4 separate regions of the Gossypium hirsutum genome follow, and all the other regions are linked to region 4. Evidence: chromatin contacts called from public Hi-C data. All regions are on one chromosome and are shown on one strand. The core of a region is the stretch at or near the end of the contact, and the rest is flanking DNA. Distances in the headings are between cores, read along the strand shown. Region 1 holds the start of LOC107886640. Region 2 holds the start of LOC107886638 (LOB domain-containing protein 42). Region 3 holds the start of LOC107886641 (3-ketoacyl-CoA synthase 6). Region 4 holds the start of LOC107886654.

Region 1 (5,651 bases), core at 340-2,839, 310 kb after region 4:
TAAAAGGTTATCCAAATATTTAGTTCACTGAAAAAATCATACCCAGCAAAATTGAGCACGATTTTCTGAATTCCCAAATATTGGATATTGCCTTATTTCAGAATTTTTGAACAATAAAGAAAATTGGAAATTCGCTCAAAACACGTTTATTTATTTAAAAAAAAGATGGGATACTTAATGCATTGTATCAAAACGTTTGCATGGGAAAGGATTTATGAACATGAAATAATAGGATACAACAAGTCACAATTAACAAATCCAACAATTATGTATAACTATTCTAAGTAAAATGTGACCAAATTCTTAATCATGGATGATGAACAATCAATACAAAAATAATATACAACAATAATTAACATAGCACACTATAAAACGACCCACCAAATACGTACAAAATAAAATGGAATTAGAAATCAATATATAGTATAAGACATTTTCAAAATAATGATGAATTAATTAACACATAACATAAGTTGACAAGTTGGTATGAAAGCTAGGGATATATAATTATTTGAAATAAATATTGTAGAATAAAACATTTGAATCAAATAATATGCAAAATATTTCAAACACAAATTTTAAAAATTGACAATATGCATGGTTGCTTAAATAACATATAAAATATAAAAGAAAATAAAACACATGATAGGATATAATGTACATAACAAATTCATAAAACATGTATATATATATAAATTTGAAAATAATTATTTAAAAAAAATAGCATGAAAAAAAAATTAAGTAAATATATAAATTATACATGTAACAAATTTTAGAAAATATAATCATATACACAAAAAGATAAAAAAAAATTATATTTACAAAATACATAAATTTAGTGATGTATATTTATAAAACTATATTTATAAAGGGAATTTTAAAACAAATAATATATAACATAATTTTATATGTAACAAATTGGTTTGGATTGATGGCACATATAAATAATACATATATAAGGATAATAAAATATGAGAGTGTATACAATAAATAAATGGTATGGCTTAAAATATAGTTCTTAAAAGAAACACATTATACGTATGAATAATTTTAAAGAAAATATATATATAAAAGAAATATTAATATGAAATCAATAACATAGACTATAGTAAAATAATTTAATATGGGTTATATACATGTGAAGAAATTTTAGAAATAATTGGATATTAAAATAACATAGAATAAAAATATGAATTATAAAATTAACTTAATTTTATCATAAACTATACATTGAAAAAAACTAAAAAAACAATTTGATACAAATTTACTAAAAAGTTATATGTATAAAAATAACATGGCTTATATAATGTATGTAGGTTAAATATAAATATTAAATATATGCTTAATGATAACTTAAATGACACATAAAATAAATAAATTTTAAGAAATATAAACATTAAAATATGTAAATAAATTCAAAAGAAATTACCAAAATAACATAAAATTAATAGCGTACATAAACCAAAATGAACTTTATTGCGAATAATATACAAATTATCAAAATGATAGAATAACAGAACCGAAATCAGATTAAATATCCAAACATATAATCAGCATGTAATAGAGAGCAATATGCAGCGACTAAAAAAATAAAAAGCTTAATTAAAACAAAATTAAAACGAAAGGGTCAATTTACAAATAAAATAATCACAAATAGGATTAACGTATAATGCGCGCGAACGTATAGGGACTAGAATTGAGAATAGTCCAGGCCCCAAGATGTAGTGCTGCAGCGCAGACCCGATTGCAAAAAGGCGCAAGTTTTAGGAGAAAATTAAAAAAAAACAGGTGAGATGCAAACAGGGACTAATTGGAACACGGCACAAAAGGGGAAGGACCTGCTGAATAAATAACCCATTTTAAGCGCAAAAGCGCTGATCCGAGTCTTTGGATGGGTTGACACGCGGGTTACTCCTTCCTAAAGCGGTGCCGTTTCATTGTTTGCCCAAAATTAAAAGGAAATTGAATGGCAATTAGCCATTCCTTCCAAACGCAAGCCAAACACCCAATTGTTTAGGGTTTCGACTCAGCAGCCTTCAATTTCTAAGGCCATTTCATCACTCGTTCACCATTAAAATTGGTGAGGGGTATGGAAGTAGCCTTTATTTCCATCAGAATCAACACTCAAAGACCATTCTCACTTGCATATCCACATTTCTAGCCCCGATTTCGACGGAGAAGACAAGGGATCTAACTGATGCATTCGTGAAGGTAACTTTCTCGTTCTTTTTTTTAAAAAAAAAACTACAAAGAAACAAGATATATGTACAAAAGGAAAAAAAAATGAAGACGGAATATAAAAAATTTTAAATCACCTTCTGATTCTTTGATTCTTGGAATTAGATTTGCGTAGTGCGCGTAAAAAATCAAGGAGTACAAGTGCAGCTTTTTATAGCCTGAATTTACAAAGAAAAATAAAATTATATTTTCTCGCTATCATTTTGCTGTATTCTTTAGCCCACTTTTCTTCTCGTATATTCCTTTGCAGGTTCTACGGATGCAAAGCTGTACAGGGAAAAGGCCGTGGAGGAAGTGCGTGGGAACCACTCATAGGAGCCCCGTTCTGCTGCTACTCTCGTGTATTCCAGAAACTTCTGGCCTGGGCTCTATCGGTTTACCTCGAATGGCCAAGAAGAAGGGCTACTGCTGCGGCATTGATCAATTAGTCTTAGATTGGGCCTTTTCCGGGTTATTTTTGGTCTCAACTTTGGGGCCCAAAATTTTGCAAATGGATTTGGATTTAATTTAGGCCCAAAGTTTTGTACAGAGATTAGATTTGTGTTTTAATATTTGGGCTAACTATAAATAAACTTTGGACCTATAATCTGTGGACTTTTATTGGTTTTTATTTTAATTTATTTATTTTCTGTAAATAAAATCGGCCCGGGCAAAATGGGTTAACTACAGTTACCTTCTGAGTATTCTTTCTTATCTGAGGCCGAACGGACGGTGGTTCTTCTTGACGGACTCTCCTCTGAGTATGAGGCTATTGTTTCTTCGGCGTCACTCTCTCCGATCTCGTTACCCTTCCAACGACTTGTTGATGCTTTGCTTGAGTGTGAAGCTCATCAACGTCGGACCGATCACGATGTGTTGGTGGCTGCGAATACTGTGGAAGGGCTTCCGCTTCAGTTGGTTGATCAGTCGACGGATGGTTCGTTTCGAGGAGGACGGTCCTCTGTTCATGGTCGTGGTCGTTCCTTTCATCCGTGCATCCAATGTCAAATTTGTAGTCGCTATGGCCACCTTGCCCGGCGTTGTTACTATAGATACTATCGTGACGAGCAATCCTCACTCGAACCACTAGTGGCGCGACGAGGCTGTTTTGCTCTTGGAATAATTGGGGAAGACTAGGTGCGTGGTGACCGACTTGAAGCCAATGTGTTTAGTCAAAATTGGGGCGTTCATGGTCAAAATTGGAGGCCTTATAGTTGGCCAAATTTTGAGATGGAGAATTGTGACCCACGTGGGCCTCATACAGCTAATCTATTTGTGCCTAATGGAAATGGACAGCATGATAATGCTGAACCAAATTTTAATTCTAGGCTTTATGGGCGTGCAACTGAAGTTGGACGAAATGCTATGGGCCCACATTTTGGTGATGATTCATTGGGCTGCCTGTATGGTAATGTGGCTTCTAGGCCACGTAGGCTTAGTGAGTCCATTCGGTGTCGTCCAACTGATAGTCGATTTGTGCTTGGGCCCTCTACTAACTGTGTTGGTGTTGACAGATCTTGGCAGACTGTTCCTGAGGCTCCGTGGCGGACAAAACCCCGTGCTCATGTTTTTAGTGTTGACTCGTCTCCTTATGATTCGTCTCAGTTTGTTAGGTTTCCCCCCAGGCTTCCTGAGTTGCATGCCTCTGATTATTTTGATGCTACAGCATATGACTCAAATTTTAATTCTGTTGATTCTTTTGTTCCGTTAGGAAGCAGGTCTTGATGCCCAGACTCGGGGGCTACTCATCACGTGTGCCAAAATGCTTCAGATTTACAGGGCTCTGCTCCGTATACAGGTAATTCTTCTTTTTTAATGGGGAATGGAGTCTCTACTAAAATTTCATTTGTTTGGAGTACAACTATTCCTACGAAGGCAAAATTATTACATCTATCGAATGTGCTATGTGTGCCGAGTATTCGAAAAAATTTATTATCTGTGTCTAATTTTGCTACAGATAACAATGTGTTTTTTGAATTTCACCCCTCGTATTGTGTGATTAAGGACATCCAGACACAGGAAATCTTAATGCAGGGCCAAGTTCGTGATGGGCTCTATCAATTCTCAGCGGGTATGAGTGCTTTGTCTCCATCCGTTCATAGTACTGTTGTTTTAGGTTTCTCTCCAGTTGATGATGTTTTTATTTTGTGGCATAAAAGGCTAGGTCATCCTGTTTCTAATATTGTAAAAGCTGTTTTAGAAAAATGTCAGATTACTGTCAATAAAAATTATCTTGATAATGTTTGTGTTGCATGTCAGAAAGGGAAATCTCATAAATTGCATTTTTCTCGTTCTAATACTGAGTATGTTAGACTTGTTTGAATTGGTTGTTTCTGATTTGTGAGGCCCGGCTGCTGTTCCATGTGAAGGGAATTTGTATTATGTTTCTTTCATTGACATGACTAGTCGGTTTACCTAGGTATATCTAATAAATCGCAAATCTCAAGCTGTAGAGTGTTTTGCTCAGTTTCAGAAGATGATTCTCACTCAATTCGAGAAGTGTATTAAGAAGTTTCAAAAGTGATTGGGGAGGTGAGTTTCGTGCCTTTTCTTCAGTTCTAGCTCGTCAAGGGATCCTTCATCTTGTTTCCTGTCCTCACACGTCTGAGCAAAATGGTGTTGCTGAGCGTAAACACAGACACATTGTGGAGACTGGTCTTACTCTTCTGGCTCAGGCTTATTTACCAATGGAGTACTAGGGCTATGCGTTCTGCTGTGCAGTCCATCTTATTAATCACTTACCTACTCCTGTTTTGAAAGGACGGTCTCCGTATCAAAGTTTGTTTGACCGCAAACTGACTTATAATCATCTCAAAGTGTTTGGTTGCTGTTGTTTTCCATACTTACGACCGTTTGTTAAACACAAGCTTAAGCTTAGGTCACAACCATCTACATTTCTAGGGTATAGCGCGCATCATAAAGGTTACTTTTGCTTAACGCCAGATGGAAAAGTAATTGTCTCTAGGCATGTTGTTTTTGATGAAAATCGGTTTTTGTTTCCACTCTCTTCCTCTACCAGTGGTCAGACATCTCTGGGTACTACTACATATGTTCTTATTGTTCGGCCTTTCACCACTAAGGAACCTCGTTTGCCTCCTGCGCCTACAACTGGGATTTCTTTAGCAAGTCATAATGAGGGAATCGATTCGCATGATTCTTCTACTACGAGAAGCGCTTCTCACCATAGTTCCGTGAATTCGTTAGACGACTCAGGGACTGTTGTCCGAGAGGAGGCCCGAGAGGAGGCTCTCTCTACTGAAGTTATTCCTGCTGAGCATGTCCCTGTTCCTATTCTCTCCTTCCAATACTCATGTTATGGTTACTCGGTTTAAAGCTGGTATATTTAAACCCAAAGCTTGTGTGTAGACAACATTGAGGTTAAACCAAGTTCTGTTGAGGAGGCTCTTGCTCATCTAGACTGGCGGTTAGCTGTT
Region 2 (5,872 bases), core at 1,482-3,981, 430 kb after region 4:
GTGGATGGCATATACGTATGTTTTGTATTTAACTTTTGCTTTTACTTCGCAACTGTATTATTTTGTCATATAAAGTGAAATTGTCCTTAACTGTAAAGGGTGAAGGCCAAACTCCTTTGATTTGCAGTTTACAAATCATCCTTTTCCTAAGTGTATTCACCTTTGATGGCAGGGTTTGATTAATAGGGCGTTTATATTAATTCTTATTACTTTCCTGATGGGCTAAGGGTTGTTACACTAAGTTTTAATTTTTTCATAAATTATATATAATATATGCATACAAATATATCTTAATTATTAACCTTTAGTTTTTTAGTAAATTAAATTAATGTAAATATATTTGTATAAAAATATAAAATATAAAATTATTAATCAAGTTCAATAACTTTAAAATGTTTTAGATAAAAAAAATATAAGTTAGGTTTAAAATATCAAAATTATGTACCAATTAGTATGCGCTGATATGCACCAGTACAAGCTAGTATTGTCTGAAATGAGCCAAAACACATCAATATGGTCAAAACACATTGAAATCTTGATTGTAACAGAACCTAAATTATTTGGTATTGATTGAGGAACGGCTTGGCACATACCGGTCAATACGATACCAACTATCATGATCTCTATTAAATATATATAATTTATGCTTTTTATGACGTATTTGGATTGCATCATCAAATATAAAAAAATTATTATAATTAAAATTTTATAATTTAAAATTATTTAAATCTGTCAATGTCCATCTTACCCAAACTAATCTGTATTAAAAATTAAAAAATATAAATATAAAAAAAATCTAAGCTTGAAAATATTCAAGCCCGGAAAAACTTGAGTCCAAAAAATTTAAGCCTAAATTGATTCAAGCTCGAAAAAATATGAATAAAAAAAAACCCGATTCAAACTCTCCGTACGTCTCCTTAAAAAAAATTTAATCTTACTCCTAATCTTACCATAACTGGTTTTTGAATCTAACCAAAACCAATTTTATCCAAACGGAAGCAAGTTTATTTTTGTTCCCACGTGTGAGAAACATATGCAAAGCAATAATACTAGGAAACTCCCAAACACCAAGAACCGGTGCATGAGGAGCAGCTGTCCCAAACTGTAAACGCACAAGTCTACGTGGAATGACCCCACTGCCTTGGAACCCTGTGGTGGCCACCATGCTCAAAGGCTCCTGTCTTGCCTTCTGCCCGAGACTCTAAAGCGTTATTTCCTTTTGATGAATAGAGCGTTATAAAATATTGATGAATATCTTTGTTTAATGTTTCTGTATATATTTATTTGGCTTTAATTAAAAAAAATGTACCTAATTTAAAAGAGTACGAATAGAATTTTAGATTAAAAAGATAAACAAATGAACAAATAAATTGAAGCCTACAACTTACAGCAGCAAGCACCAAGAAGAATCTAAATTGGGGTGCCACTGCCAGTCATATTTTCTTATTGCAGCCTTGTCAGCATCGTGATAACCTACTCATAAATCAAAACCTACAAATTTAAACAAACCCATATATGGAAAGTATATCACACCTAACCATATCACCAAACTAGAAAGCACCATTCAATAATTCTATCAACTTCATATAGCTGTCTTTAAAATAAAAAGAACCCATCAACATTTGTTTTTGACCCAAACAGAAACGAAACAAAGTTTAAAATACTTGCAGCATTCTAATATTCTATCATACGATGAGGTTGAAACTAGAGGTGATAGTTTTATAGCCGCCAAAATTTCTTCAATCTATAATGAAAGAAGCAAAAAAAGGAGGATTCATTTTTTGTTTAAGGGTGGATTATTTCATCCTAAGTGCGTCGCCTCAGGAAGCAAAGCAAGAGTGAGTTCTAAGCCAACATTACTACTATCCTCAAACTTCAAGATAGGACCCCTTTTGGCGTGGTTTACCAGCGAACCCTCCACGGTCTCCACAGAGAAGGTGCTCTCATCTTCTTTGCTGTCACCATTTCCGAGTTGGCTCATCCACGAGTCAACCACCTGTCGCTTGGAGCGAGTCCTGGATCGCTTGAAACGAGTGCGGGTCTTGACCTTGTCGACGTCTGCTGCTGCAGCTGGTTTGGTGTCCTTGAAGACATGGCGGATGTCGTAGGTCTTGAGAGGGGAAATCGGTTGCTCTTCTTCAACTGATTCCAAAGATGATGAAGTTTGGGTTATGGGGGAGCCTTTCAGCACAGCATCAACGGCTGCTTGGCACTCACCCCAGTTCCCGGACCAAAGCATCCCAATTGACCCATAAACTGGATTTACCACACGCCCACAGGCCTCGTATAAAAGTGATCTAAAAATAGCTACAAACAAAATGCATACAAAAAAAAAAGTTAAAAGCAATTAATGAAATCTTGTTTTTGGTTGGGTGGGGTTAATGAAGTACGTACCAGGGCGAAGGTTTTCAGGGCCGGCTTCAATTAGGTTGAGGAGACCAGCTCGGCCATAGAATTTGGCAAGGAAGAGAGTAGCATTGGCTTGAGAATCAGAGGACTTGATCCATTGAAGACAAGGTCTAATGGTGCAGTTTTCGGTGCAGCCCTTACGCAGGACCCTGCAGCCATTACAGCTCATCCTCATCGTAATTATATTTCAGAGAGAGATCGAGGGAGAAGGAGGAGAAGGAGAAGTGAAAGATTATGGTTAATATAAAGGTGGGCAGCGCAGTGGTTTCCAAAGGAGTAAAAGACCTGAAAACCGGGGGTGAGTGAGGAGTGTGTTCTTTAATTTCCCTTCTTCTTCTTCTTGTTTAGGTAAAGTTGGGGACTGCCCCTCTTTGGTAAATGAGATTGGTTTTGGCGCTTTCCTCCTTTTCCAAACAACCCTACATGCACGATTTTATTACATAATCTACCATCCATCTTGCTTTTAACTCCTCAATTAAATATCAATATGTACTCTTTCCAAATTTTATATTAACTTCATAATCAATCATTTATTTTATTACTTTTTTAATTTGCAAAGCTTTACTTCTTCATTTCTTATATTATATACCATTATTACCCATTAGAGTTTTTTTTTCTTGATTATAGGATAATGGAATTTTCTACAAATAAATTATTATGTCTTCTAATTTATGCTGTAATTTGAGAAACAGAGAGGCCAAAATGCATGCCAATAATATATATATAACTCTACAACCTTTATTTTCCTTTTTTTTTGTACACATTGAACAATTCCTTAATATTTTAACCGGTAAATAAGTAATTTATGTACAAATAAATGTTGAATTTGTTAGGAGTTTTATTAAGAATAAGGATTTATTGAAATACAAATAAAGGGGATAAATACAAAAACAGAAAGAGGACAGCAGTTGAGAAGTGGAAGCCATGCAAGCAAGCAAAAGGGAAGAGAGAGGCAGAAAATCCGCAACAGATGCACGTGCCAAGCGCAAGCTCCCTTTATCTTAGAACTGCGTGCATCTCGCCACATCTCATTTCGAGCTCTACCCTGAAACCATCTTATAATATATACCTCCTGGTTTTCAGGAGTCCGTCCGTACAAATGACCTACCTGGGTCTTATTTTCACTTCAAATCCCTCAGTAATTTATCCTTTTCTTTTTACTTCTTTCTAATTCTTCTACCATATATCAGACTGGGTATTTTCTAAAATGCTATTTTTCTTTTTACAAATTTTGAATAATATCTCTACGCAATCCTAAAATAATCGGTATTTTTTCTATTTTCTATACATTTTATTTTTTTTTCCTTTAAAGAAAAAAAAAGGGGGGGGGAATCAGTTATGTCTAGTATTTTATGTAAGACTGTGGGCGCCTAAAGAGATACTGCCTGTGGTTTTAACAAATAGCCTGATTTCTATTTTGATTTTATCTCTAGTCTCCTTTGGTATCAACACAATATATACAATCACACCAACATAAAAATGTATACTCTTCATTCGTAGATATAGTAAAAAAAATTATTTTTAATTCTGGTGTGAGTTAATATTTATAACAATAAAACTAAAATACAGCTAAACATAACCACATTGATGCAATATGAGTTTGACTAATGAGGTATAAAGAGTTGTTGCAAAAAATGTGCACATCCTGGAGTGGTGAAAAGGTATAATAAACATTCCACCTTTTCTATGAGATGGCTTTTGAATGATCATTTTTCCGTCGGACACAAGTACCCCACATTGTGCTTAAAAAGGAAGCGGATGGGATATGGGCATTAATTGGAACAGAGAATTGGGTTTTAATGATTAAGGCCTAACAGGAGCCCATGCACGTTCAATTGTACTTTGGGCCCGCCTTTCACCATCCGTGTAATTACCTTCCAAAATGGTACATCACCTTGTCCTTACATTACCATCTTATTTGCATAACATACTACTATAATTTAATTTTGTTTTGTTCATGATATTTAAAATTTTAAATTCATCAAATTATAAAACTGTTAATTTCATCACTAATATTATCGTTAAATTCTATTTTAATCACTAATGTTATTGTTCAACTATTCTTTTACTTCATGATCTTGAAAAGTTGAGCTTAGTTCCAGAATCATTAGAAGAAGTGATGCTTGGTTCTTTGTTAATTTCTACCACCATAGTTAATCAAGTACCTTTTAGAAAAGGAAGTAACTGACATAACTCAAAAATTACTTTGCACCCCTCGTCGATGACTTAATGGGAGGTCTTCCTGTTCCTTTTCTTACTTTATTTGTAGGTGTCCTTGACTTAAATGTATTATTATATTAATTAAATGTCATTATTTTCGTTACTAATTTAATGAGGAATGATCAGAACAGAAACAAAACGATAAATTTATATATATTTTTTAAATTAATGATCAAAATATATACAAATTAATAATTAGGTGACTATTTATTATATATATTTCAAAGTGTTGATCGTGGTTTGGATGGTGGATTAGAGTTTAGCTAGCTGGTTGGGCCGCCTAAAGATAGTGAGGTTGGCAAACGTGAAAAGCCATTAGCCCCACTCCAAACACTGTAAAGATTTGTAGCAAAACACATTTGTTGGGTTGGGTTGGGTTGGGTTAGTGGTATAGTTGTATTATTAATAATTTGTCGGTCCCTTTTGAGGATACAAACCTGGCATCACAACTCAAATTTCATATGGCAAATCAAACCTAAGCATTCTGTCTTCTCTTATTAATAGGGAACATGGTTAGGTAATTGATATACCTACACTTATAATTCAGTTGATATATGAGTTATAATAAGTTCTTTTAGAAAAATATTCCTACATTCAAAACGGATAATATGGATTACACTTATTGAGGAAGAAATAGAGGAAAAGAAGAGAGAGGGCAAACTTGCATGCATTGGTGAGGTGAGTTGTCTTGGAGTGAATTTGATTCCAAATCCAAAACACTAGCAAACAAATCACCACGGCTAGGAAATGAAAAGCAGCTTTTTTAACTGCCCATTTTCAAACATCAATTTCCATGCTTTATTTTTATTATTTTCCTTTTTTCTCTTTGTTAAAATGCTTTTATATATATATATATATATATTTTTTTTATAACTTGATAAAACAACACTAAATACAAAGATGCACTATAAAATGGAAGAATACCCAAATTTAAAAAGAAAATAATTTCTTCAGTCTGCACTCGATAATGGATTGTCTTTTACCCACTTTATCCTCAACAAGACAAATTTCAAACTGCAAGAAGCAATACAAATTTGCATATGTTTCCAAACTATACTAGTATCCAACCGCTACACTCCATCTAACATTCAAAACTTTCACAAATTTTTCTATACTCTGATTTAGGACATCTTTGTTGCCATATATGTTGCTCTTCTTCTAATACTTCATTTTCCCCCTTTTTTATTATTACTTAACTAAATTAAAACACCTTTCTAGGCCTTGTAGTTATAACAGTGACATT
Region 3 (5,994 bases), core at 2,285-4,784, 280 kb after region 4:
AAAGTTTAATGATTAAATCGAAGAAATGAATATTAGTTGAGTGACTAAAATATAACCTAAGATATAGTTGAATGACTATTTTTATAGTTAACCCTTAAAATTTTCAAAGTTCATACGAAAATTGTAGTTATTGTATAATGATTAAATTAGGTATTAAGCTTTATAAGATTTAATTTTTCTTACAACATTTTATGTTAGATATACTTACATTATTAAACTAAAAAAATTAGATATGTTGGGCTAGTTAGTAAAGACGGAAAACTTAGGTTCTGAGTAATCCAAGTTTGAGACCTATCATAAGTAATTATATGCGTAGGTCTCTGAGTCTCATCATATATGAGAGTTTTAGTTCAGTTAATGCCGATTTATTGTGTAACACCCTATACTCGACCTAGACAATATGACTGAATCTTGAAGAATTACATAATTTCATTTTAAACCCTAATTTTGAATTTAAAAAAAGTTAGTTTTGACAATATTAACTTTGGTAAATCGCTATACATTTTTTATGAAAATTCTCTTTAAAACTATTTACGTTTTTACGGAAAAACACTTAAGTGATTACTTTATTTTTTGGCTAAAATTCCTAAGTTATTAAAATTTGAAAACTGTGACTTGGTTTGTAAAAACAAATAAATTTGTGGTTTAAAAATAGTAATTACTAAATCCGACAAAAGCAAATCAAAAATGAAAAATAAAGTCCAAAAAGTCTGAAAAATCCAAAATAGTTTTTTAAAAAAAAAAACATAAACTGTCTTATATATTAACCAGGAGGACAATTTAAGCTCTCGCATGCTGCTCGGTCTTAAGTTTATTGATCACCTGAGAAGTTAAAAATAAAAGATGAGCTAACAAGCTCAGTGTGTAACTCAGCCTATGCAAACAGAAAAGATAGCATCCTCATGGAAAAATCATGGTTCCAACGGTTACTAATGCATGGTGTATCTTGCGATACAATATGACAGATAGATCAGTTACAGATACAAATACAGATGCAATTTTAGATACAAGTTCAGTTACAAATGCAAATACAGATACAAATCCTACCCCTATTAACTACACACCATCTCCGTCCATCCCTAGACGCCAATTAGGGTAAAAAAAAACCTATCCAACCCCAAACACCAATAAGCAAGCATATGTCATTATAAAGAAATGTGCAGTCGAAGCTGCCAACAATAATGCGGTAATCCACTAGAATTAGATAAACGTGGTTGAGCCACCAGAATCAGATAAGTGTGGTTGAACCACTAGATAAGGTAAATCATTAAACTCCCAACACTTCCTCCATCACATCATTATCCCACCCCAATGCACATGCAATCACTAATCAGAAATCCGAATGCACACAAAACGTACATGCTTACACATCAAATCATGCTAACATGCTTTCAGGAGTTGCACATACAAAAGCAGAATAATAGATTTCATATTTAAAAGCCATACAAATCACATTACAAACCTTACGCAGAGGCTAACCTCGAAACGTACATCAAACATGACCTTAAATTTTACGAAAAATGGGCCCACATATTCGTGTGGCCCACACAGCCCACTTGACCCAGCTCGTATGGCATCAACGGTGGGTTTTTTTTTTAGTTTGTACCGTTCAGTTATTTTCAGGATTATCGTTACACACCTGGTTGCTTTTTTATGCCAACGTAACAAAAACAATACCAACACCTAAAAACGACATTCAGAATGAACTATTTAGCAAATGTCATACTAAATTCGACCAATAAATCAGTGGTAACACTAAACATTCAAATTGATTTTTTTAACAATAAGATTCGGCCTTAACAAGGCACCGATCACTTTCCCCAATGGAAGAGGAATTTCCTAATGCTTTCAATTTTTCGGAAGATTAGCCACTTCCAATTACCTAAATCATATAATTTCAGCCATTCAAACTATTATCACCCAAAATAAGAATTCATATCCAAGCATATGAAAAATAACTCCTTTACAGAATACGAGTCTTAAATCAAAATCCTTACCACCCATGACCAGCAATTAAGACTAAAACAGACGTTGGCACAAAGTAACTCAACAACAGAAGAGACGAAAAGTGAAGAAATGACAAGAGGACAAAACAATATACAACAGTAACACAGTGCCAAGAGGCGTCTTCAAAGAGAATGAAAAAGAGATTGGTTATGGAAAAGATGTGGAATAGAACAAAAAGAAAAGAAAACCAACAGAGGAAAGAGTGGCAGAAACTTACTGAAAGCGCAAAATAAGCAAAACATGAGGTGAAGAAGTGGACAGAGAGGGACAGTAGAAAGTGGAGAGATTTTAGGAATATTTCCAGAATTCGATTTCAACACCACTTCTATCTCCTTGGCGCCATAGGCAGAGGAAATTGCAAAAATATTTTTGCTTTGCACACACAAGGATTCAAACACAATACCTCTAGGTAAGATAAAACCTTATCACTGAACCAACAAATTCCTTCATATCAACAATTGAGCAAAAATAATATATAAGTTAGATGTTAAAGGAAAGGGGTTGAAAAAAATAACAAAAATTCAAAGGAAATGATTTGAACAGATGACTTTAGCACTTAAATAGAACACATAACTAGTGAACCAAATTAATTTACTTGACATGATTTAACAATTAAAAAAAAAGAATTTAGGAGATTACATGTTAGGAATTAATTTGTAATAATTTATTAATTATGATTACTCATATTTATTTTTGTAATTGTGTTACACTTAAAAAAAATATTAAAATGTAAATAACTAAACATAATCTACACATCATATGAGTCACAAGCTATTTAAACAAATAATAATGAGAAGGGAGAGGACTTAAAAAGTTGATACCCACGGCTTACTTTGACTTGTTTTTCACAGTGGGGACATAAATATCCCCCAAATTTGGTGAGATGAATTAGTTGAAGTCAAAATAACATATATTTAGGTTGCATGATGCTGTTTTTTTTCCTTCTAAAACTAATCATTTATTTAAACTTGCCTGACATCACATGTGTTTATAAATTTCCAAATGGATGATTGCGATATAAGTGGCACTTGGAACATAAAAGACAAAACTATAAAATCTTAGTAAAAACTAAAAACCCTTTTTACTTTTTCCTTTTTCATAAACTGGTTAATTCTATTTTACAACTTCATTAAAATAAATTATATATCTTATTAGATTATACATTGAAATTCAAATAAACCTTCAAAAAATTAAGGTTGAATTTTAAAAATGAGAAGTGTATAAGTTGTTAGAAATAAAGAACTTTTTCATATAAAAATCTTAAAAGATATAATTATCAATATTGAGTAAAAAAGAAAATTAAAGACTAACTAAATAATGTAGACCTAAAACAATGAAGGGTGAGAGATGGACTGTGAAGAAGGAAGAAACTGAGGGATGAGATGGTTGGTTATAATTAATGAAAAAAACACCAAGTAAGCACAAAATTAAAGGAGACGGATAGAGCAAAAGAGAGGTTATTGGTGAAAGCAAGCATTTAGTTAGAACACGGATATAAAGGGAGTTAGGAAAATTTAATTGAGGGAGTTAAGTGGGCGTTGAGTGATGCCACTGCTTCATTTATTCCTCTCATCTGCACACTGACCCTCTCCCTCTTTGCTTCTTCCTTTTTGCCTTTAAATCCTCCCTCTCCTCTGCTCCATTTATGTACCCACACCTCTTTTTCTTATCTTCTTAATTATTTCTCTATCTCTTGCAATATGCCTCCAGCCTCGCCCGATTTCTCCAGCTCTGTCAAGCTTAAGTATGTTAAGCTTGGCTACCAATACGTTGTGGATCATTTTCTTACTCTCTTGTTGGTTCCTGTCATGGTTGGGATCCTTATTGAAGTTGTTCGTTTAGGCCCTGAAGAGATTGTTAACCTATGGAATTCCCTCCATTTTGATCTTATTCAGATATTGTGCTCTTCTTTCTTCATCATTTTTATTGCCACTGTTTACTTCATGTCCAAGCCACGATGCATCTACCTTGTGGATTATGCATGCTACAAGCCTCCTGTGACTTGCAGGGTTCCTTTTGCTACTTTCATGGAGCACTCCAGGTTGATTTTGAGCAACAATCCTAAGAGCGTGGAGTTCCAGATGAGGATTCTGGAACGGTCTGGGCTGGGTGAAGAGACTTGTTTGCCTCCTGCTATTCATTACATCCCTCCAAAGCCAACCATGGAGGCCGCTAGAGGCGAGGCTGAGGTTGTTATTTTCTCAGCTATGGATTCTTTGTTCAAGAAAACGGGGCTGAAACCTAAAGACATAGATATTCTTATTGTCAACTGCAGTCTCTTCTCCCCCACGCCATCTTTGTCTGCTATGGTGATCAACAAATACAAGCTGAGGAGTAACATTAAGAGCTTTAATCTTTCGGGAATGGGGTGCAGTGCGGGGCTTATCTCCATTGATTTAGCTCGGGATCTTCTCCAAGTACACCCGAATTCTAATGCAGTTGTTGTCAGCACAGAGATCATCACTCCCAACTACTACCAGGGTAAAGAAAGAGCTATGCTCCTTCCCAACTGTCTCTTCCGCATGGGTGGTGCAGCAATCCTGTTGTCGAACCGCCGCTCAGAGAGGCGGAGAGCCAAGTACCGACTTGTCCACGTTGTTCGAACCCACAAAGGGGCTGATGACAAGGCCTACCGATGCGTGTTTGAAGAAGAAGACAAAGAAGGCAAAGTTGGGATATCATTATCTAAAGATCTCATGGCTATAGCTGGAGAGGCTTTAAAATCCAACATTACCACAATAGGGCCTTTGGTGCTTCCAGGGTCAGAACAACTTCTATTTCTTCTCACTCTGATCGGGCGTAAAATCTTCAACCCCAAGTGGAAGCCTTATATCCCAGACTTCAAGCTGGCGTTTGAGCACTTCTGCATCCATGCTGGAGGGCGAGCAGTGATAGATGAACTGCAAAAGAACCTGCAGCTGTCAGCAGAACACGTAGAGGCATCTAGGATGACATTGCACAGATTCGGAAACACCTCCTCCTCATCCTTGTGGTACGAGATGAGCTACCTTGAGGCAAAAGGGAGGATGAAAAAGGGAGATAGGATTTGGCAGATTGCTTTTGGGAGTGGATTCAAGTGTAACAGTGCGGTGTGGAAGTGCAATCGAACCATCAAAACACCAACAGATGGGCCTTGGGAGGATTGCATCCATAGGTATCCCGTTCATATCCCTGAAGTTGTCAAGCTCTAGACAGCTTCTTCATTCATGGCTTTCCTTCTTTGCCTTTAGTACTTTGCTAAAATCATCATCATCTACTTCTTATCCTACTTCATCTCTGCCTTTACATTTCTCCTCTGTATTTTTCTTAGCTCCTACTCATTTGTCTCTCCTCTTCCTTTTTCCATTTTCTCTTTTCAAGTCATGAATTCACATAGATACCAAATATGATCACATTTATGTGTTAATTAAATGTATCCCTTGCAAGGGAATGAAAAAACAGTGTGGAAACAGGTTGGATTAGCTCCTTGAAATAAACCTGGAATATTTAACAGAAAATGCTATACATGTGCTTGATTGTACAAAGAAAAAAAAAAGGAAGTTATAGCTAAATTTGTCAATCATAATAATAGTCTTTTATCCCTAATCTTTTTAATCCTTTTGCTGCTGTCCCTGTAGGGTCTCCTTATTAATGCCGGTTACCGTCTTTGTAGCGTTCAGCCGGTCCACTGATCGGCTGTTTGATTTACTAGTCATTAATAGGTCTTCCAGTAGGCGTGATCAACTCAAATTGAGTTCAAGTAGTATAAAATTTCCAAGTTTGATGGAGTTTCGATTTTTAAAACTCAAGTTTTATTAATTCAAACCAAGTTTTATGTTTCTCACTCAAGAAATAAAGGAGTAAATGCCAGCCAAAAGCACCTACATACTCTGACAAACATTGGACGTTGTTCACTATTAATAAAAAGTAGCTTCAACACTTGGACCAAGTTGTCATTGTTGATAAGATTTTACTTCAATAACACATCTACCCCAAATAAACTAATCT
Region 4 (6,095 bases), core at 721-3,220:
GGACGATGCATGTCCTAGACATGTCTTACACTAGCTCTCGTCTCAATGCCGGTGCCATGTCCCAGACACGATCTTACATTGGCTCTCATAATGTGGCCGATGCATGTCCCAGACATGTTTTACACTAGCATACAAATAACCCGAATGTCATGGCATGAATATCCGATTTATTTCCTAAGGTTCAAACGGGAGTTCTACTATCTCAATATTCATCATACATAATCATTTCCACAAACAAGCAATTTATGCTATATCAATTTAAACACATAAAATAACAATGTAGTTGTATTATTTACATAAAACTTACCTCGAATTACAAAATGTAGGCGACTAATTGATTTTAGTCTACTTACTTGGCCTTCCCTCGGTCTAAGTTCGGATTTTATAGTTCTTGATCTAAAAGGATAAAAATTCACAAGTTTAATCATTTTATCGATCTAAGTACTTAACAAATTCATAATTGGACAATTTGACCATTTTGCCCCTAGATTTTTGTAAAATGACCATTTTACCCCTAGGCCCGAAAATTGATTTTTATCAAATTTGTTCATATATTAAGCCTAGCCAAACCCTTTTTACTCTTATAGCAACTCAAAATTTTTATTATCTCTCACATTTATTATCTAATTTTCAACTTATGCAAAATGGTCCCTAGTTAGGGTTTCCATGAAAAATACTTTACAAAAGTTGTTTATTACACAACCATAACTCATATTCTTCCATAAAATTTCCATTAACAACACATATGATTTCATGGAAAAACCCTAGACTCTAACCATTTTGCAAAACAGTCCCCTCATTTGAAAGCTCATGTTACAAGGGTTCTAAAAGTACAAAAATCATCAAGAAAAACCATCAAGATCACTTACTTGTAGAGAGACTAAGTGGCTGAAATTTCAAGCTTCAAAAACTCCTCTAATGGATGATATTTTCGGTCAAGAAGAAAGGATGGATGAAAAAGATGAAGGCTAGGCTTTAGGGTATTATTTTATCACATATTATGTCATCAAATACCTAACATTTTGACCATTCAATTTTCTTTGTCTCATGGCCAGCCAGGCTATAATCTAAGGGTCTATTTGCCCTTTAAAGACTCCCAATTTAAGTTTCATGGCAATTTAACACCCTTAGCTATCAAATCGTGACTTTTTCACTTTATACGATTTAGTCCTTTTTCGCAATTAAGCCCACAAATGCTAAAATTACTTCACCAAATTTTCCATGCACTCATATAATAATGCTATAACACATAAAATAATATCAAAAATAATTTCTTTAACCTCAGGTCAATGGTCCCAAAACCACTGTTTTAACTAGGCCCAAAAATCGGGTTGTTACAAAGCCCTTCTTAAACAAGTCTTTTATTAGCTTCAAAACTCTCTCAAAAGATAATGATAAGCATATTCAACCATTAAACTTCTCTCTTTTCCTCCAAGTCAATCGATTGAAAGATGATAATAACATGTTGTAGTACGAAATTACTTCCTCATTTACTGTTCACCAAGATTAAATTATAAGCCATGTTATTAAAAAGTCAAACATATCAACTCAAAAACCTTGACTACACCAAAAATGTTGTTCTATTTGTTGTTCGAACATGAAATGGAAGAAAAGAAGCAATCAAAGTTTCTAACAAATTTAAACTTTATTTAATGTAAAATAAATTATTAAATTATTAATAATTAACAAAAAATCCAAGAATGAATGCTAGGAACCTTGAACTCATGAGTCACATCATCAACTTGTAATTTTCAAAGCATACAACAAAGCAAGAAAAAAAATGAAAGGTGAAAATATTGTAGGACATGGTGAACATATCCACATTAATCTTGATAAACTGAATATCTACATGCATAGTAGCTTACTCTTCAATCCACGGTTTCATCATTTTGCAAGGTCCACATTATTAGAGAAAGTAGTTGTTAACTACTCAACTAAAATTAGCTCAAGAAGTTAGGAGTAGTTGTTATTCTGTTTTCTTTTTGTTAGTCATTCCAATTAGCATTTCTTAGATTCTTTTGTGTATAAATTCTCACTTGATGTATTGCTGAATAAGTACGAATGAAATTCTTTTTACTCTTAGAATTCTAATACGGTATTAGAGTGTTTTTTTTTGCTAGTTGCTGCGTTTTCACTATGGATTCTGTCAATGTGTTGGAATTGACAAATAAAATTTTCAATCCTTTTACTTTTGCCTCTCAAAAGATAGCCATACTTATCGATGATAGTAATTTCCTCACTTAGAAGAAACATGTTCTGCTCATTCTGAAGACTCACTAGTTGCAATCTTTTATTGACGGTTGTTGTGCTGCTGCGAGTTTTGCCCGGTGTTGATGGTGCTCTCATTGAGAATCCAGCCTATGATCAATATGAGCAGTAAGACTCGACACTATTGGCTTGGCTTCTTTCTACGATCAATGCTTCTCTCCATTACCAACTAATTGTAAGTTCTGCATTGGCGTTTAAACTTTGGGAAGCTATTAACCAGATTTTTAGCACCTAGTCCACCAGCAAGGCTATGCGTTACAGATATTTACTCTATCAGTTCAAGAAAAATAACTTGTCTATGTCTACATACCTGGCTTAGATCAAACATTTGTGTGATTCTTTGGCTGGTTGCAGTCAGCATGTGTCGTGGGAAGAATATCAATTCGCCATCCTTATCGGTCTTCTTCCGGAGTTTGATTATGTTGTATCTATCATTACGACCGGCCGTGTTCCTTTTGATTTGCAAGGAATCACCATCGCTCTATTGGATGCCAAAGCATGCCAGTAAGCTCACCTCTCTCAGGTTACCTTCTCGGCTAATCTTGTTATTCTGGACAAGTCTGCACCATGAATGCTCCTTACATATACTGAACAACCTCTGCCAAAAGCGTTTTGGTCACATTGAGGGTTTGCTCGCAATTATAGAAGTGTTCGATTTGGCGGTGCACGACCACAGTGTTAGATCTACGGGAAGATTGGTAACGTGGCTTGGCGTTGCTTTTACAGGTACGACTCTACTTATGATGATGATGATGATTGTGGTAATCTTAATGGATCTAGTCAAAGTGATTCTTCATTTGATGGGCTTACTTCTCAATTATGGCCCAAACCAGTGTCAGCCTACATATGTTATACAAACCATGAGGCATCTGACTGTCATTACTCTAGGCTCCTGTATCTTTGGGCTCTTTCTTTTCATCTAAGGCTCTTAGTGTCTCACTTTCGTTACCGATCTTTGCTTCGTCTATTGTTGCTAGCCTGCTATTATGTCAGATCTGACATGGTACTCGGATAATGGGGCTACTACACATATGAATAGCGATTTGACAAAACTAATTGATTCTTGATTGTATCATGGCTTAAGTAAAGTGACTGTCAGCAATGGTCACTCTGTTGCGATTTCTCATATTGGTGAGTCTATTTTATCTAATGGGTCTAATTATTCGTTGCTCCTTAAAGATTTATTGTATGTTCTGGATATTAAAAAAATTACTGTCTATGTCAAAGTTTGTGAAGGATAATCAAGTGTTTTTTAAATTTTATCCTAATTTTTGTTTTATTAAGGACCTGGAAACTCGTCGGGCGTTGCTTTGTGCAGTGAACATGATGGCTTAAATCTTGATTCCACCACATATGATACTGCCAGTTCTTCCCCAATTACAAATGTGGTTGCTATTGTGTCTCTTCATTCTTCATCTTCTAATGTTCAGTATGATCGATGGCACTGATGAATTGGATATGCATCTTCTACTATTGTTAGTTAAGTTTTGCAATTGTGTAATGTTCACATTAGCAAGAATAAGGTGTCTTCTATTTGTAATGCGTGTGCTCTGGGTAAGAGCCACAAACTATTGTTTTCATCCTCTTAATTAGTGTATTCTTTTCCTCTTGAATTTTTTATTGTTGATTTATAGAGACCTTTTCCCTTTTATTCTGCTGGTTTTGAATACTATCTTGAGTTTGTGGATGCTTATTTGCGTAACACTTGGATTTATTTTCTAAGACATAAATCTGATGCATTGGATGTTTTTGTTTCTTTCAAAGCATATGTTGAATTGCAGCAAGGTGTTCAGCTCAAGCAGCTTCAAACGGATGGTGGTGGAGAATTTCAAGGTTTTGATCCGTATTTAAAAGTTGTGGCATAACTTATCATCTTTCGGACCCGTACATGGCTAAAAAAAATGGGCTAGTCAAATGACGTCATTGACTAATCATAGAAATAGGGTTGACACTTTTATCTTAGGCATCACTATTTTTTTCCCATTGGACAGATGTTTTTTCAACAACTATGTACCTCATGAATATGCTTCCCACCAAGGTGTTGAATGGAATGTCACCAGTAGAGCGCCTGTTTAGTCGAAAGCCAGATTATCAGTAGCTTCGAGTCTTTGGGTGCCTTTGTTACGTATTTTGCATCCATACAATATGAATAAGTTGCAGTACAGGCTCCTACCCTATACATTTTTGGAATATGCCTTGAACCACAAAGGCTACAAGTGTATGGATATATTTGGGAGAGTGTATGTTTCTCATCATGTCTGATTTGGTGAAGGGAAATTTCCTTTTGTTGATTCTGCTACCCCTAACTCCACTTTAGCTTCTGATGATGGTTACTCTTCCAGTAGTAATGCTACCTTCTAGTGCCTATAGTTTTCTTGCAAATTTTGTTTCTAATTCGATGTTTAATCCTACTTCTGAATGTAACACTTCGGGCTCTCCTATACTGTCCTCTCTAGAGGTTCCTAACTCAACAAGTGTGCAGTGTTTCCATCACTAGGCATACCTGACCCATCCGGTTGCTGATTTTGTAAACATAAAAAAGGAATCACCATCGCTCTATTGGATGCCGAAGCAGGCCAACAAGCTCACCTCTCTCAAGTTACCTTCTCGGTTAATCTTGAAATTTCAGACAAGTTTGCACCATCAACGCTCCCTACATATGTTGGACAACCTCCATCACAGGCGTTTGGTCGCATCGAGGGTTTGCTCGCAGTCGTGGAGATGGTCGATTTGGTGGTACACGGCTATAGTGTTAGATCTGTGGGAAGATTGATCACGTGGCTTGACGTTGCTTTTACAGGTACGACTTTACTTATGATGATGAGGATGATTGTGGTAATCCTAATGGATCTAGTCAAAGTGATTCTTTGTTTGATGGACGTGCTTCTCAATTAGAGCCCATACCAATGTTAGTCTACATGTGTTATACTAATCATAAGGTATCTGAGAGTCATTACTCTGGGCCTCCTGTGTCTTTGGGCTATTTCTCTTCACCTAGGGCTCCTAGTCTCTCGCTACCATCGCCGATGTTTGCTTCATTTGTTGTTGCGACACTTGCCATTGTGTCAGATCCGACATGGTACTCGAACAATAGGGCTACTGCACACATGACTAGCGATTTGACAAAACTAATTAATTCTCGATTGTATCATGGTTGAGGTAAAGTGATTGTCGACAATGGTCACTCTGTCGCAATTTCTTATATTGGTGAGTCTGTTATATCTAATGGGTCCAATCAATCGTTGCTCTTTAGATTTGTTGTATGTCCTGGATATTCACAAAAAATTATTGTTTGTGTCAAAGTTTGCTAAGGATAATCACGTGTTTTTCAAATTTTATCCTAATTTTTGTTTTATTAAGGACTTGGAAACTCTTGACAAGTCACCAATTCGATTAAAGTAATTATAAAAATATTTTTTATAATTAAAATAAATTATATTATTAGAGAGTATTTTAATCTTTTCATTTTTAACATAAAAATATGGTGGAATTTGAACCCATGCCATTTATTTTAGTAAAGTTTAAAATTTGTCCCTCAACTAAAACTTTATTTTGTTATATTTTATACATTTTTATTTTAATATGCACAAGATATTATCTCCACTAGTTGTATACTATTAATAAACCTTGACTGAGTTGGTGTTATGGGTTAACTAGGTACCAACTCAGTTAAGAAATGACTAATATTCCCTTTTAATAAATGACTACCATTATTATTTTGATGTCAAGTTATATTATTCGAGGGTATTTTAGTCTTTTCATTTTAACAAAAACCAATAAAAATTATATATGGTAAGATTTGAACCTACATTAATTAGATTAGTAAA

The links. A called contact is a pair of places that touch in the nucleus more often than the background predicts.
Region 1: a contact with region 4 is called in a Hi-C map of leaf, with 2.5 times the contacts expected there. The contact joins the promoter of LOC107886640 here to the promoter of LOC107886654 in region 4. A contact is called at or near these places in 4 of 34 Hi-C or Micro-C datasets (hypocotyl, leaf and petal).
Region 2: a Hi-C map of leaf shows a contact between it and region 4, with 2.9 times the contacts expected there. The contact joins the promoter of LOC107886638 here to the promoter of LOC107886654 in region 4. A contact is called at or near these places in 2 of 34 Hi-C or Micro-C datasets (both in leaf).
Region 3: a Hi-C map of leaf shows a contact between it and region 4, with 4 times the contacts expected there. The contact joins the promoter of LOC107886641 here to the promoter of LOC107886654 in region 4. A contact is called at or near these places in 7 of 34 Hi-C or Micro-C datasets (callus and leaf).

The regions. Positions count from the first base shown.
Region 1 is chrA03:102,186,486-102,192,136 of Gossypium_hirsutum_v2.1, forward strand. It overlaps LOC107886640, which reads left to right and starts at 1,590. Exons shown (of 4, transcript XR_005917801.1): 1 at 1,590-2,211; 2 at 2,489-4,015; 3 at 4,231-4,288; 4 at 4,637-5,651.
Region 2 is chrA03:102,306,883-102,312,754 of Gossypium_hirsutum_v2.1, forward strand. It overlaps LOC107886638 (LOB domain-containing protein 42), which reads right to left and starts at 2,732. Exons shown (of 2, transcript XM_016810670.2): 1 at 2,395-2,732; 2 at 1,564-2,307. The coding sequence starts at 2,584. The coding sequence ends at 1,802.
Region 3 is chrA03:102,156,688-102,162,681 of Gossypium_hirsutum_v2.1, forward strand. It overlaps LOC107886641 (3-ketoacyl-CoA synthase 6), which reads left to right and starts at 3,535. Exons shown (of 1, transcript XM_016810674.2): 1 at 3,535-5,590. The coding sequence starts at 3,708. The coding sequence ends at 5,198.
Region 4 is chrA03:101,873,429-101,879,523 of Gossypium_hirsutum_v2.1, forward strand. LOC107886654 reads left to right here and starts at 1,971. Exons shown (of 2, transcript XR_001680832.2): 1 at 1,971-3,399; 2 at 3,553-5,520.